Linked DNA regions of Zea mays: region 1 is linked to region 2. The links are chromatin contacts, called in public Hi-C maps. All regions are on one chromosome and are shown on one strand. Each heading gives the region's core, a stretch centred on a gene start, on an enhancer-like site or on the middle of the called end of the contact. The rest is flanking DNA. Distances are from core to core; before and after follow the strand shown. Region 1 has its middle 62 kb from the start of LOC100276924. Region 2 holds the start of LOC100273539.

Region 1 (5,960 bases), core at 3,036-5,535, 420 kb after region 2:
CTTGTTATCTAATTTATTCAAACAAGTTTTCTGATGCTTAGCCTTGCTTTAGAAAACAAAATGTTTTGTTCTAAACAAAAGGTGATGCTTCACACTAAAAGGGGATTTTTATACAAGAAAACTTGTGATGATGAATCCATCATGGCCGTGATGGATTCAACATCTGAAAAAGTGTACCTCTGACAGGTACCAAATTATGGGAAATAAGTTAAAATCGAGACCGGGTGTGTGACTTGCACGAGAAATGAGTCTTGGTGTAGTGTCTCTGTCTGAGTCGTTTAAGGATCGAGCCGATATAGGCTTGATGATCGAGGACCTTTTAACTGGCCACATGCCTCGTCATGGGTAAGCTTTGCCTCGATCGGAGCAAAACCAGAAAGGCTACCAAGCAATGGGAGTGGAGAGATGGCGAGAGTAGCGTGTACCCTCAGTAACAAGAGATTGGACGGTGGAGTATCTGTGCTCTCAGTTGGCGTGACCCATTCTGGTCTTGAGAAATCCGAGTGTGAGATGACATATGCAAGGGGTGAGTGTATGTCGTGTGGTTGGAGATCCCCAGTTAGGTATTAATCGATTCGGATCGCCGTTACTTCTCGGACATGAATACTTGGTCACTGACCTACACGTAGCAACAAGTGAACTGAAGGGTGATAAAAAGATGGCTAGTTTAGACCAAGCGCTTGATATAGAATAGAAATAAATCTAGATACAGGTAACTACTTAACCTGATAAGTAAAATAAATTCTTAAAGATCCACTCATAATAAGCTTTTCTGCAAAAATAGTCTTTGAATCTTGAAAAGCTCTACCTTGATTCCCAAAAGCCAACATATCCTTGACAGTCTTTTTCCTTTCACGGGTAAGACTTGCGAAAGTACACTCCGTACTAAGAGTTTTCAAACCCATGTTGTTGTAGGTGATGAAACTGCTGAATTCTGTTGTTTTTGTTCTAAGGTGGTTCCAAAGCAGGAGGAAGAAAACTAAGACCTGCCTGGGGAAGGTGTTTTGCCTTCCTATGATGTAATAAGTTTAGTCACTTAGTACCCGGTTATGTAATAACCAACTCTTTCTATATTTTACTTATGAATGTAAATTATGTTATTGTAATCCTTTCCGCTTACTCCAATGGTGTGTAATGTCCGCGTTATGGGATAAGTGCTCTTGGGCGATGTGATGGAGATACAGATAACCGGACCTGCCGAGTCATTGTGTGCACCTGCATGATTGTCTGAGGTCCTCAAGATAAGGACATCTGTAGGTGGGCCTAATACCTTGGGAGGTTACGTGATAAGAACCACTTACGTGTCCTGTTCATGCTCACTAATAGTTCTCATAGTATTCAGCTACTCTTCTCCTTGATGTATTGCCATCCTCGACACATCGGTGTTGATCTCATCAACAACCCCTGACGCCTTCAATGCCGCTGGTGGAGTAATGGCTCCTTCGACAGTTTCTGTGTGCCTATGTCCAGCTGCATCCGAGCCAAACTCGTTTACAGCTAGTTGTTCTTCTTCCTGCCCCATTGATACGATCTTCAAGCATATATCTGTTCGACCAACACCAGTTCGGTCGTACATACCAAGCCCCGACGGCGCTGTGTCTTCTCCAATGTGCTCCTTTCCACCTAAAGCCGCCATTTTCCAGCGCGCGAGTATTTCCCCTTTTCTTTCCAACAGTTGCAACAACCCCCTTGCAAAAAGTTGGATTCTACCGTCTATCTACTTTGAAAACATCTTTTTTCTACGCCCATAGCAAAATGAAGTCGCAAGCGTCGTGGGCGCGCTAATCACGGCCAGCATTGTGGGCGTATCTGCTACATTCCAGTATCGTGGGCGCGCTAATCACGACCATGATGTGGACCCATGAATGAACCACCGAAGTATTTGTTGCCTATCTCATGTTATGCAAATTAGAACCAGTAAATATACTAGCGTAAACACTGTTACGAACTAACAACTCGATATGCGGGGAACACGTCGCTGGCCCACCACGTGCGCACCTTCTATTTATGCAAAACAAAACAAATATTTACACATGCATAAGTGTGCCCACGCGCGTTCCGATCGACCCATCCCGATCCCACGCATATCCGCTAAGCTGGTTGGGCTTCCCGCGCCTATCGGAAGCCCTGGGCTTCCATTACCAACAACCTCTCTCTCTCTCTCTCTCTCTCTCTATATATATATATATATATATATATATATATATATATATATATATATATATATATATATATATATATATATATATATATATATATATATATATATATATATATATATATATATCACGCGCACGCGGCTTGCTTGCAGTCTGTAGAAGAAGCTGGGCAACGGCACAACCCAGTGGACCAGTGGCGAGTAGGGCTGGGCATTCGGTCTATTAGGGTAATTCGGTTCGGTCATTGAGATTTTTGAAATTTCGTGTTATGAAAAATGAGAACCGAAATTTTCAGAATAATTTTAGGAACCGAATCCAAATAGATCCACAATTTCGGTTCGGTCTATTCAGTCTACCGAATAGACTCGAACAATAGAGATACTATTATCTTTTGTTAAGATATATACAATTAATAATTTAATTGAAAATACTATTATTACAACAAGTGACTATAAAAAATAGCATATTGGAATATATATACTATCGTTAAGATGATATCCTAATTTTTACCTAATAAGTTCACAAATCATATAGTAATACCATCATATATTAAGAGTTTTTTTATATTTCGGATTATTAGGTCTATTCGGATTTTAAAAGTTAGGAATCGAACTCATACCTCGAAATATAGTATTTATAGGAACCGAATCAAATCTCAAAACCCGAATAGACCAATAATTCGGTCTATTCAGATTCAGTTTGGGTTTAGATTCGGTTTCGATTTTAAAATGTCCACACACTAGTGGCGGCGAGTACGGCCACCGCGCCAACGCGCGCACCGGCATGAAACAACACAGGCGCAGCGCAGCAGTAGCTCGTTAATCCCACCTCGCCTAGTCTACAGCAAGAAACACCAAGTCACCTGTATAAAACATGCCATGCCCTACTGAAACCAAAGTGCTAAACGGAAGGCCTGACCAGGACGACAATTTAAGAACTTGGGCTAGAGTGGGCTGTCCACAAAATTTTTTATTTCAGCCCACGTGCTCACTATTTTTAACGACCGAATATTTTTTACTATATTTAACGTTTGGATATTTATTCGGATAAAAGTCGGATGTATCCAATCGAATATATTTTACTATATATTTAACGGTCGGATATTTATTCAGATAAAAGTCAGATGTATTCGATAAAATTATTGCATATATAATATTGACGGATATCAGACTGTAACACCTCAAAATCTCTCACATTAAAATATCTTTCTCATTGTGAGAATTAGATAATTTTTTTAAAGATTTTGTGTTGGAATTTTTTTAAAAAACTTTTGAAGTCATATTCCCTAAAAAATATCCCTCTTAATAAAGAGTTAGCTAAAAGGTAACCATATGAAGTTAGTTATCTCACTATCGAATTAAAAGTATTCTCTAAAAGATTCAAACATATCTTGGTTATCTCACTATCGAATTAAAAGTATTCTCTAAAAGATTCAAACATATCTTGGTGTAGTTTACATTAGAAGATATTTTCCCAAACAAGATATTGTTTCATGTGTTTTATCATAAAATCTAGAGGCAAATAATGGGAAGGAGAATAAATAGTAAATAAATAAATTTTAAGAATTTGAAGTACTACTTAAGTGATAGTTGTGTTTAATATTTGGGAATTTGAAGTTCAAACTTTAATTTAAATTTAGTTTGGAATCCATTGGGACCTTTCCTCTTCAAAATCAATTGAGAGTACTAAATTAATTAAGTGACCAATAAATAGATGAAGGGAGGGTGATCTCTTGCTAATGATGTTGTGGTTATGCATTTTATGGAAAACATAAGCTTGACCTTAAAATTTTAAATGAAAACATAAAATAGAAATTGAGAAAGGAAATTTTAATGGAGTCATTTAAGACCTTTTCACAAATAAACAATAGAGAAAAAATAAATAATAATATTATAAAACATATATTCACATCAAGTTTATATTTGAAAAGGGGAATTGGAAATTCAAAACAGAAAGTTTCAATAGGTTTGAACTTGAAATAGAAATTTGAAAATGTGAAAGGAAGTAAAATAAAAAGGAAAAGGATAAACCGCTCTTGGGCCATCTTCACTTCTCCTCGGCCCACTTCGGCCCATCAATGCCTGACCGCGCGGCCGCCGCCGACTCTGGCGCGCGGGCCCCTCGTCATCAGCCCCTCGTGCGCGCATCATCCGTGCCCTTTTGCCACTGCCACGCGGGCCCGTTTGCCAACCGGGAGTGGGGGCGTCGACAAGTTCGGCTCGCTCTCCAGTCCCTCACTAGCTGGGTCGTTCTTCCTCCCCTGGTCGTTACACCAGGGCCGATTTACTCGCTTGGGATGCCGCCTGCGCGCTCGTGGTGGCCGTTCAAGGCCCCTGGCGCTGTTGGTTCATCCCGCAACCCGTCCTTGGGCTACAAATACTCGAGACCCCACACCCTCTGGCCCCTGATGCGTAGCGCCAAGCCACCGCCACCATTGCAGAGGGAGAGAAGTGAGCACCGTCGCGGGAGGGAAAACCTTGATTCGCCATCCACCGTGCCGAGGGTGTAGTGACGGGGGCTTCTTTAGGTCGGGGGAAATCTGGTTGTGCCCTCACCACGCGGAATTTCCAACCTAGGTCCGGTGAATCGCCCAACGGAGCGCAGGGCCGCCGCGGACAACCTCTTCCTGTGGTGTGAGTCCTGAATCGCGCAATCCTTCATGAGTACCGCCCCCATCGTTCCGCTTTCATCCCTGCTTTGTATAACACCTATTATTTCAAAGTTGGAACCAGGGAATCACCCACCTGGTGGGCACCGGCCATGGCGCCACCGCGCCGGCCTCCCGCGCCGTCATACCGATTGGGCGCGCGGGGGAAGATTCGCGACCCACTATCCGATCTTGGTCGGACGACCGGGATGTGATGGCATACTCTCCTGTTCGCCTAAACCGTGGAATCAGTGATGGACGATCCAGATTGCGTCATAGCTATTTTAAATCCGGCCCGTGGGTTTCGGATCGGGCGGGCGCTGTGTGATACCGAATTGGGTCAGATGCGATCTAATCCTGTCACACCCGGATTTTGGGGCACCAAGACCCGAGCGCGAACATAATCACCAGGTGTGCTGGAACCAAGTCTCACACATATGATGAATCATGGCACAGGATCGAATGTCACATCTTTACTACATAACAGGAATTCTATACAAAATAAATAAATAATTACATTATAAGGAGACAACGGTCCAGCAACCCAAAGTTGACTGGGAGACGACGACCTAGACTACTCACGAGCACATCGCAGCATCCTCCATGCACCTCATCTTGGGGTACCTGTTCTTGACCTGTGGGGGGGTGTGAGACAGCAAGAGTGAGCTCACATACGTTCATCGCTCAACAAGTTGTGGGGAATAATGTGCATGAACTCGCCAAAGGTGGGAGCTCACAAAGTGTAAGGCTTACCAAAGAGGATGGTTGAAGCTGAGCATTGCTTTTAGAGTTGATCAAAATTTTATTAGCAATTACTAAGTATAAGTAAATACCAACCCAATTAAGTAATAGAACAAAAGTAACAACATCACCTGCGATGCAATGCATATGACCAATTGAACTTAGGTTCCATAAATTAATCATCAGAGAGTCCTGAGCTGCTCATGACCGTGAGCTCAGTTAGTATACCGGTTTTACACTCTGCAGAGGTTGTACCCTTTACCCACAAGTCGTGTATCCCATGTCGCCAGGGTTAGCTAGACCCTTAAACACTACCGAGGTGAATGGCTAGGGATCCACTACGAGGCCTTTACAAAGTTCCACTAGCTTCCGAAAACCCGCTACAGTTTATGGGAAGAGCACTTGCAAGAATC
Region 2 (6,215 bases), core at 785-3,284:
CAAGTAAGTGAAATATATCTTTTCTTCTAGTTTTAAGCTGCTACCGAGTTGCTCGTGGTAGATTTGTACAAGTTCTTCAGCGGTGAATTTTATTGATTTGTTGAATATTGTCTTTTTTTGCAGGGAGAAATGCAGCAACTCCGGGACAAACTTGCTATTGCAGAAAGGGCTGCAAGATCAGAAGCTCAACTGAAAGTATACCTTTGCTCTTCATGCTGCTCATGACTACCTTTTCACCCAGTCTTAATTTCAACCTGCCAGGTATTTTCCACTGTCTCTTCGTTATGACCTGTATCAATTAATGCAGGAGAAGTTCCAGCTACGACTTAAGGTACTCGAGGAAGGATTGAGAATGTCTACATCGAGAACCAATGTCAGTGGCACACGCCGCCAGTCTATTGGTGGTGCTGATGGTTTGTCTAAGGCCAACGGCTTCCTGTCAAAACGCCCATCATTCCAGATGAGATCACCAGTGTCTACCACAACGACTCTAGTGAACCATGCAAAAGGAGCGTCCAAGTCGTTTGACGGAGGCTGTAGATCACTTGAACGCTATAAGGGCCATGTAAACGGGAATGGTATGAACGTATCTACCGATTCCAGTGAAGATAAAGATTCAAACAACTCAGATGAGAAGTGTAACGAGTTTGCATCTGCTGAGTCGGAGGACTCGGTGTCAGGTGTTCTATATGATATGTTGCAAAAGGAGGTCATTTCTCTAAGGAAGGCGTGCCACGAAAAGGATCAGAGCCTGAAAGACAAGGACGACGCAGTTGAGGTAAGGACTAGCCTTGAGACTGGCTCGCTGTCCTCTTCATTTGTCTATTGCTTCCTCGTAATGAAGTGATGTGCTGTACAGATGTTGGCAAAGAAAGTAGATACTTTGACAAAAGCTATGGAGTCAGATGCCAAGAAATCGAGGCGCGAGCTAGCTGCTATGGAGAAGGAGCTGGCAGCTGTGCGCTTGGAGAAAGAGCAGGATAACAGGGCAAGACGTTTTGGTAGTTCAAGCGGTTCTGCCAGCAGTTCGCAGCTCCCACCTGGCAGGTAGGAGTAGTTCGCTACCTTGAGTTGAAGAGTCTGTAGTATGTGATTGACCAGATTTGCGTGCATCTTTACTCAGGACTTTACCTAGGAGCGGCTCGGCGCGCAACATGTGAAGGCATGTAGGAATTGACCGAATATGGCTTTGATGATCCTTACTTGGATTAGGACTGGTGACTGGGAAGGAACCTCTCATTGTCCTGGAGAAGATGGCATCAGCGGAAGAGCCTCTTCTGCCTACATCTCGTGGTCGCAGGGATGAACTACTTTGTGTCTAACATCTCCGGCTAGTGTTTTCTTTTCTTTTGTTTTGACGACGTGTCATTCGGTGGTGATTGCTGTTGTTTCTTTTCTTTTGGCAGTTTGATGATCTTTGTTGGTGCTGTATAGGTTTGGTGAGGCGTTGCTCCTTTTTCTTCTTTGGTTTGTTTGTTCGACATATCCGTCGGTCTGGTTGTTTACGATGTAAAATGTACGCACTGAAGAGTTGCTTATGGTTTGCCTGATATTCCCCCCTGTTTCTGTCAGTGTTGGGCAAGTTGATGATAACCAGCATGATGAATGACTCAGCTGGCTGTTGTAACCATGTGCCGAATGATGAAGAAACCGCTTTGCATATGTCTGATGATCACCAGATGAATGGAGTTAGGGCAAGTTCGACCGCTTTGCATATGTCTGATGATCACCAGATGAATGGAGTTAGGGCCAGTTTGGTGCGGCGGCGCGTCTAAGCCGCGGCGGCTGAATCGGCCGCCATACCTGCGGCGGCAAAACTACGGCGCGCCGTGGCGGCTTAGGCCACGCACCCAACAGCCCCTTAAACTGCTGTTACTTTTTTTTTTGTTTTTTTTGTCAGATTATAAAGTGCTGGATTTGGCTTGGCAAGGTGAGAATGAGAGTAACCTTTACTAGCGCTCGCTGTTGCTGTGCGCTGTGCAGGGCGCATCTATCCGCATCTCCGCCCCCCCCCACGGTGGCATCGCCTCGCCTCGCGTCGGATCAATCCATCCCCTCGCCCTCGCCTTCTGCTCTTCCTCATCGGGGGCAGGCGGAGCCGCAGAGGGAGGAGCCGCCGGCGCTAGGAATCCCCAATCCGTATCGCTCCCCCAACGATTTTGAGTATATTGCTGCTGCTTCTCAAGCCTATTCTTATTGTAGATCGAATCGATCAATTCGCTGCATCGACTGATAGTAGATAGGGTTCATACGCCCATTCCATTGATTCGACGATGTTCCGCCGCGACTGTGTGGGATCGCCGCCGCCATGACCCCCGGCTACCTCCCTCCACCTTCGTATCCCGACGTCTTGACCAAACCCCAAACCTGACTCCGACCCCGGTTCCCCGCTGGAAGAGTATAATAGCCAAAACACAAGCGGCCCGTGCGCACCAACCACCACCGGAGCAACAGGATGGCCGATAGCGGCGGAATCAGCGCCGACAACGCCGCGGCCGCTAACGACGACGACGACACCAACACGGCGCCTTTCCCCGACACGGTCCGTATCTTAACCCATCTTTGTTTTTATCTACTCCATCAGTCCGCTTTTCATTCTCTCTAATCCGATGATTGCTGGCTGGATTCTCACCCAAATCAGATCTCCACTGCCTTGCCTTCCAGGTCCAGGTCGGAGGATCTCCCGAGTACAAGGTCGAGAGGAAGCTTGGCAAAGGTGGCTTCGGCCATGTCTTTCTTGGCCGACGTCTGACTGCCGCCCACGCCGCACGCTCCGCGGCGTCCGCTGCCCAAGAGGTTGCCATCAAGTTTGAGCACACTAGCAGCAAGGGCTGTACCTACGGCCCTCCAGCTGAATGGCAAATCTACACGTAAGCGGCTCTTCATCGTTTGTGTCTTTCATCTTCCACTATCACCAACAGATAGTACTATGTTATTACTAGTGTCCGTGGTTCTAAGTGGCTGCCTCTAATCATGTACCAGCGCTCTTGGAGGCACACACGGCGTGCCCAAGGTGCATTATAAAGGTCGTCAGGGTGACTACTATGTCATGGTACCATTCTCCTCCTGCTAATCTTTGACGAATGGATGACCCTTCTGGGTTTAGCTAATGGAGAAATTGACTCTTCTGGGATCAGTGCTCTCGCTTTATAGAGAGAACGGGGGACTGGTCTGAATTTTAGTGAGGATCTTTTTGGGGGTTCTTGCTACTGATGGATCACTTCTAATTTATTTGACTCCTTTTCTGTCTCCAGATTATGGATATGCTGGGGCCTAGTTTGTGGGATTCATGGAATTCATTAGGCCAATCGTGAGTTCCTTAACTCTATTACCTCTCCCAGCGGTTGCCATTTTTTTTTGTCATACCCTTTTTTTGCTCCCCTTTCTGTTTGTAATAATAACTTGTGCTCAAAACTTCCAGCATGCCATCGGAAATGGTGGCTTGCATTGCCATGGAGTCCATTTCCATCTTGGAAAGCATGCATTCTAAAGGGTAAGCGGAGATCTCAAGCATGCTTAATGGCTAATGTTCAATTCATCAGTCTCCTTTTTTATGTTTCTGTGATTTGCTTTTCAGATATGTGCATGGAGACGTCAAACCTGAGAACTTTCTTCTGGGGCAGCCTTCAACGCCTCATGAAAAGAAACTTTATCTTGTGGATCTTGGATTAGGTAAACAAGACTGTTCCAATTAACTTGCATTTTTTTGTGAAATTGTCCCCCTTTCTTATTTCTGCTAGATTACTGGTGGTCTAGAGCATTAGGTCTTTTGATCAGCTTAACAGCTTCTTTGTTAATTTTCACTTGCCAGCAACAAAGTGGAGAGATACTGCTAATGGGCAGCATGTTAGTTATGATCAACGTCCTGATGCCTTTAGGTTTGCCACTTTGTCTCCTATATTTCATATAATATTCATATCTGTCTACTAGTTATGACATTAGTTCTATGTCCAAACTTCTCTCTTGCCTTCATAATCTAGAGGAACAGTCAGATATGCTAGTGTCCATGCACATTTAGGAAGAACCGCTAGCAGGAGAGATGATTTGGAGTCACTTGCCTATACACTAGTATTCCTTCACCGGGGCAGGTTGCCATGGCAGGGATATCAGGTATCTTACTGTATAATCTTTTAATCTTATTCTCTCCATTTGGAGCCATTTTTTTCTTGAGTAGTCTTGTTTGACCATTGATTTTTTTGTGGGACCTGTGTTTACAGGGTGATAATAAATCATTTTTGGTGTGCAAGAGAAAGATGAGTACCTCACCTGAGGCCCTCTGCGGCATATGTCCTCAACCTTTCAAGGAGTTTCTTGAGGCCGTTGTCAACATGAAGTTTGATGAAGAGCCAAACTATTCCAAGTTGATTTCATTGTTTGACAGTTTAATTGGACCAATCCCTTCCATTAGACCAATCAATACTGATGGAGCCCAAAAGGTTTGTTTCAGGCATCAGATATATCATTGGCGAGTTCAAGTGAAACACACCTTTAAAATCTAGATACACCTGGGTTATATATTTAGTGGACATGCTCACCCTGCAGGTAGGGCAGAAGCGTGCCAGGTTGCTTAATGATGACGACGACCATGTAAAAAAGAAGATTCGGCTGGGTGCTCCTGCAACACAGTGGATTTCAGTATACAATTCAAGGCAACCTATGAAGCAGAGGTTAATGTTATTTCTCAAGTTAATTTCTTCCTGTAGACTGTATATCCTGTTTCGAGTATCCATCCAGAGTTATATTATCGTAGTGTGTTCTGTATCGTTCTTTCTTTTAAAAGTAAATTCCCATTTTTTTGCTATTTGGTATAAAAATCTGATTCATTCACTGAAAGGAACCAAGTTAACGACATGGCAATACTGCTTGTAGATCATAATTTCTACTGGGTTAACCCAAATTTAAAAGGAAAAACTTTTTTAATCCCTTGAGAACCAAAGATAATCCATAATGCTTATGCAGTTTTTTAGGTTCATCAATGCACCGATATTCTTTTTGTGTATTTCGTCACCGCAAAAGGATAATTGACTTCTGCCCTTGATAGGTACCACTATAATGTGGCTGATGCAAGGTTAGCGCAACATGTGGAGAAAGGAAATGAGGATGGTTTGTTGATAAGTTCAATATCATCATGCGCAAATCTTTGGGCAATCATTATGGATGCAGGAACTGGCTTCTCAGCTCAAGTTTATGAGCTATCTTCACACTTTCTTCATAAGGTAGGACCTTCCCATCTGCACCTCATGTTCATTCTCTTTTGATGTTCTCAATTTTGCAAAAAACAAAAACAAAAACACAGGAGTGGATCATGGAACAATGGGATAAAAGTTTCTACATCAGTTCTGTTGCTGGCTCCAACAATGGAAGTTCTATTGTAGTGATGTCAAAAGGTATAAATGTTTTTCTTGTGACATGTATCATTACCTTACTGTATCCCCACTTGCTTGTGACAAGAACAGTGTTGTCACTCTTGCTGCATTGCTGCATATACATTCATTACTCAGCAATCTTCCCTACAGATGCAGTATATCCGTGACTATTCTATATTTAATGCTCCATCTGTTCCAAATTCAAATTCATTTTAGTTAATTAATGGGTTCATACAATATTTGATGCATATGTTTTATATATGTGTCTAGATTCATCATCATCCACTTGAATTTGAATATAGACATAAAAACAAAGAGCTAAAACGGATACTATTTTGGGACAGAGGGAGTAGTTTATAATGTACCCTCTTGATTAAGCCTTAAAAGTAAATCTGAACAACAAAAAGGAAAACCCAAGTGTCCCACCAGTTGCCTGACAGCAGGACCAGTATCTGCTCAAACACCCTTGATATGCACCTGTCATCAGAAATACATGTCACTTGCTTGGTCCTTTTTCTTTTCCGAATGTAGACCCTGTCACGATTGTGCGTCTTTGACAGATTAGTTTTTTTGTTGGTCCTCTGATATAGTATGTTTGATGGCCAGGCACACCATATACACAGCAATCTTATAAAGTCAGTGATTCCTTTCCATTTAAGTGGATAAACAAGAAATGGAAAGAAGGTTTTCATGTGACTGCAATGGCAACATCAGGCAATCGATGGGCTATAGTCATGTCCCGCAGTGCTGGATTTTCTGAGCAGGTTTGCAACGATGCTGAACTCCAAATAGAGATAACGTCGTATATGTTTCTCATTTTCTTTATTAAGCATTTGGATGGTTAGAAAA

What was found. Hi-C and Micro-C count contacts between places; a contact is called where the count stands out from the background.
Region 1: a contact with region 2 is called in a Hi-C map of leaf, with 2.5 times the contacts expected there. The contact joins the enhancer-like site here to the promoter of LOC100273539 in region 2. A contact is called at or near these places in 14 of 25 Hi-C or Micro-C datasets (bundle sheath, ear, endosperm and 5 more) and 1 of 3 datasets of contacts at active chromatin or transcription factors (leaf).

Annotation. Positions count from the first base shown.
Region 1 is chr3:105,436,621-105,442,580 of Zm-B73-REFERENCE-NAM-5.0, forward strand. No RefSeq gene overlaps it. Among protein-coding and RNA genes, the nearest start is that of LOC100276924, 62 kb to the right of the region's middle. Within about 2 kb of position 4,286, at least 17 of the 20 cell types and tissues checked have an H3K27ac peak or open chromatin away from gene starts, as enhancers often do. A contact at or near this core is called in bundle sheath, ear, endosperm and 3 more, where this site is marked.
Region 2 is chr3:105,015,143-105,021,357 of Zm-B73-REFERENCE-NAM-5.0, forward strand. LOC100273539 reads left to right here and starts at 2,035. Exons shown (of 15, transcript NM_001320083.1): 1 at 2,035-2,542; 2 at 2,665-2,870; 3 at 2,983-3,052; 4 at 3,255-3,310; 5 at 3,422-3,493; 6 at 3,578-3,672; 7 at 3,812-3,878; 8 at 3,981-4,110; 9 at 4,218-4,436; 10 at 4,543-4,667; 11 at 5,042-5,216; 12 at 5,297-5,387; 13 at 5,973-6,130. The coding sequence starts at 2,456. It overlaps LOC103652066, which reads left to right. Exons shown (of 11, transcript NM_001368680.1): 7 at 1-3; 8 at 124-195; 9 at 308-778; 10 at 860-1,047; 11 at 1,124-1,552. The coding sequence ends at 1,160.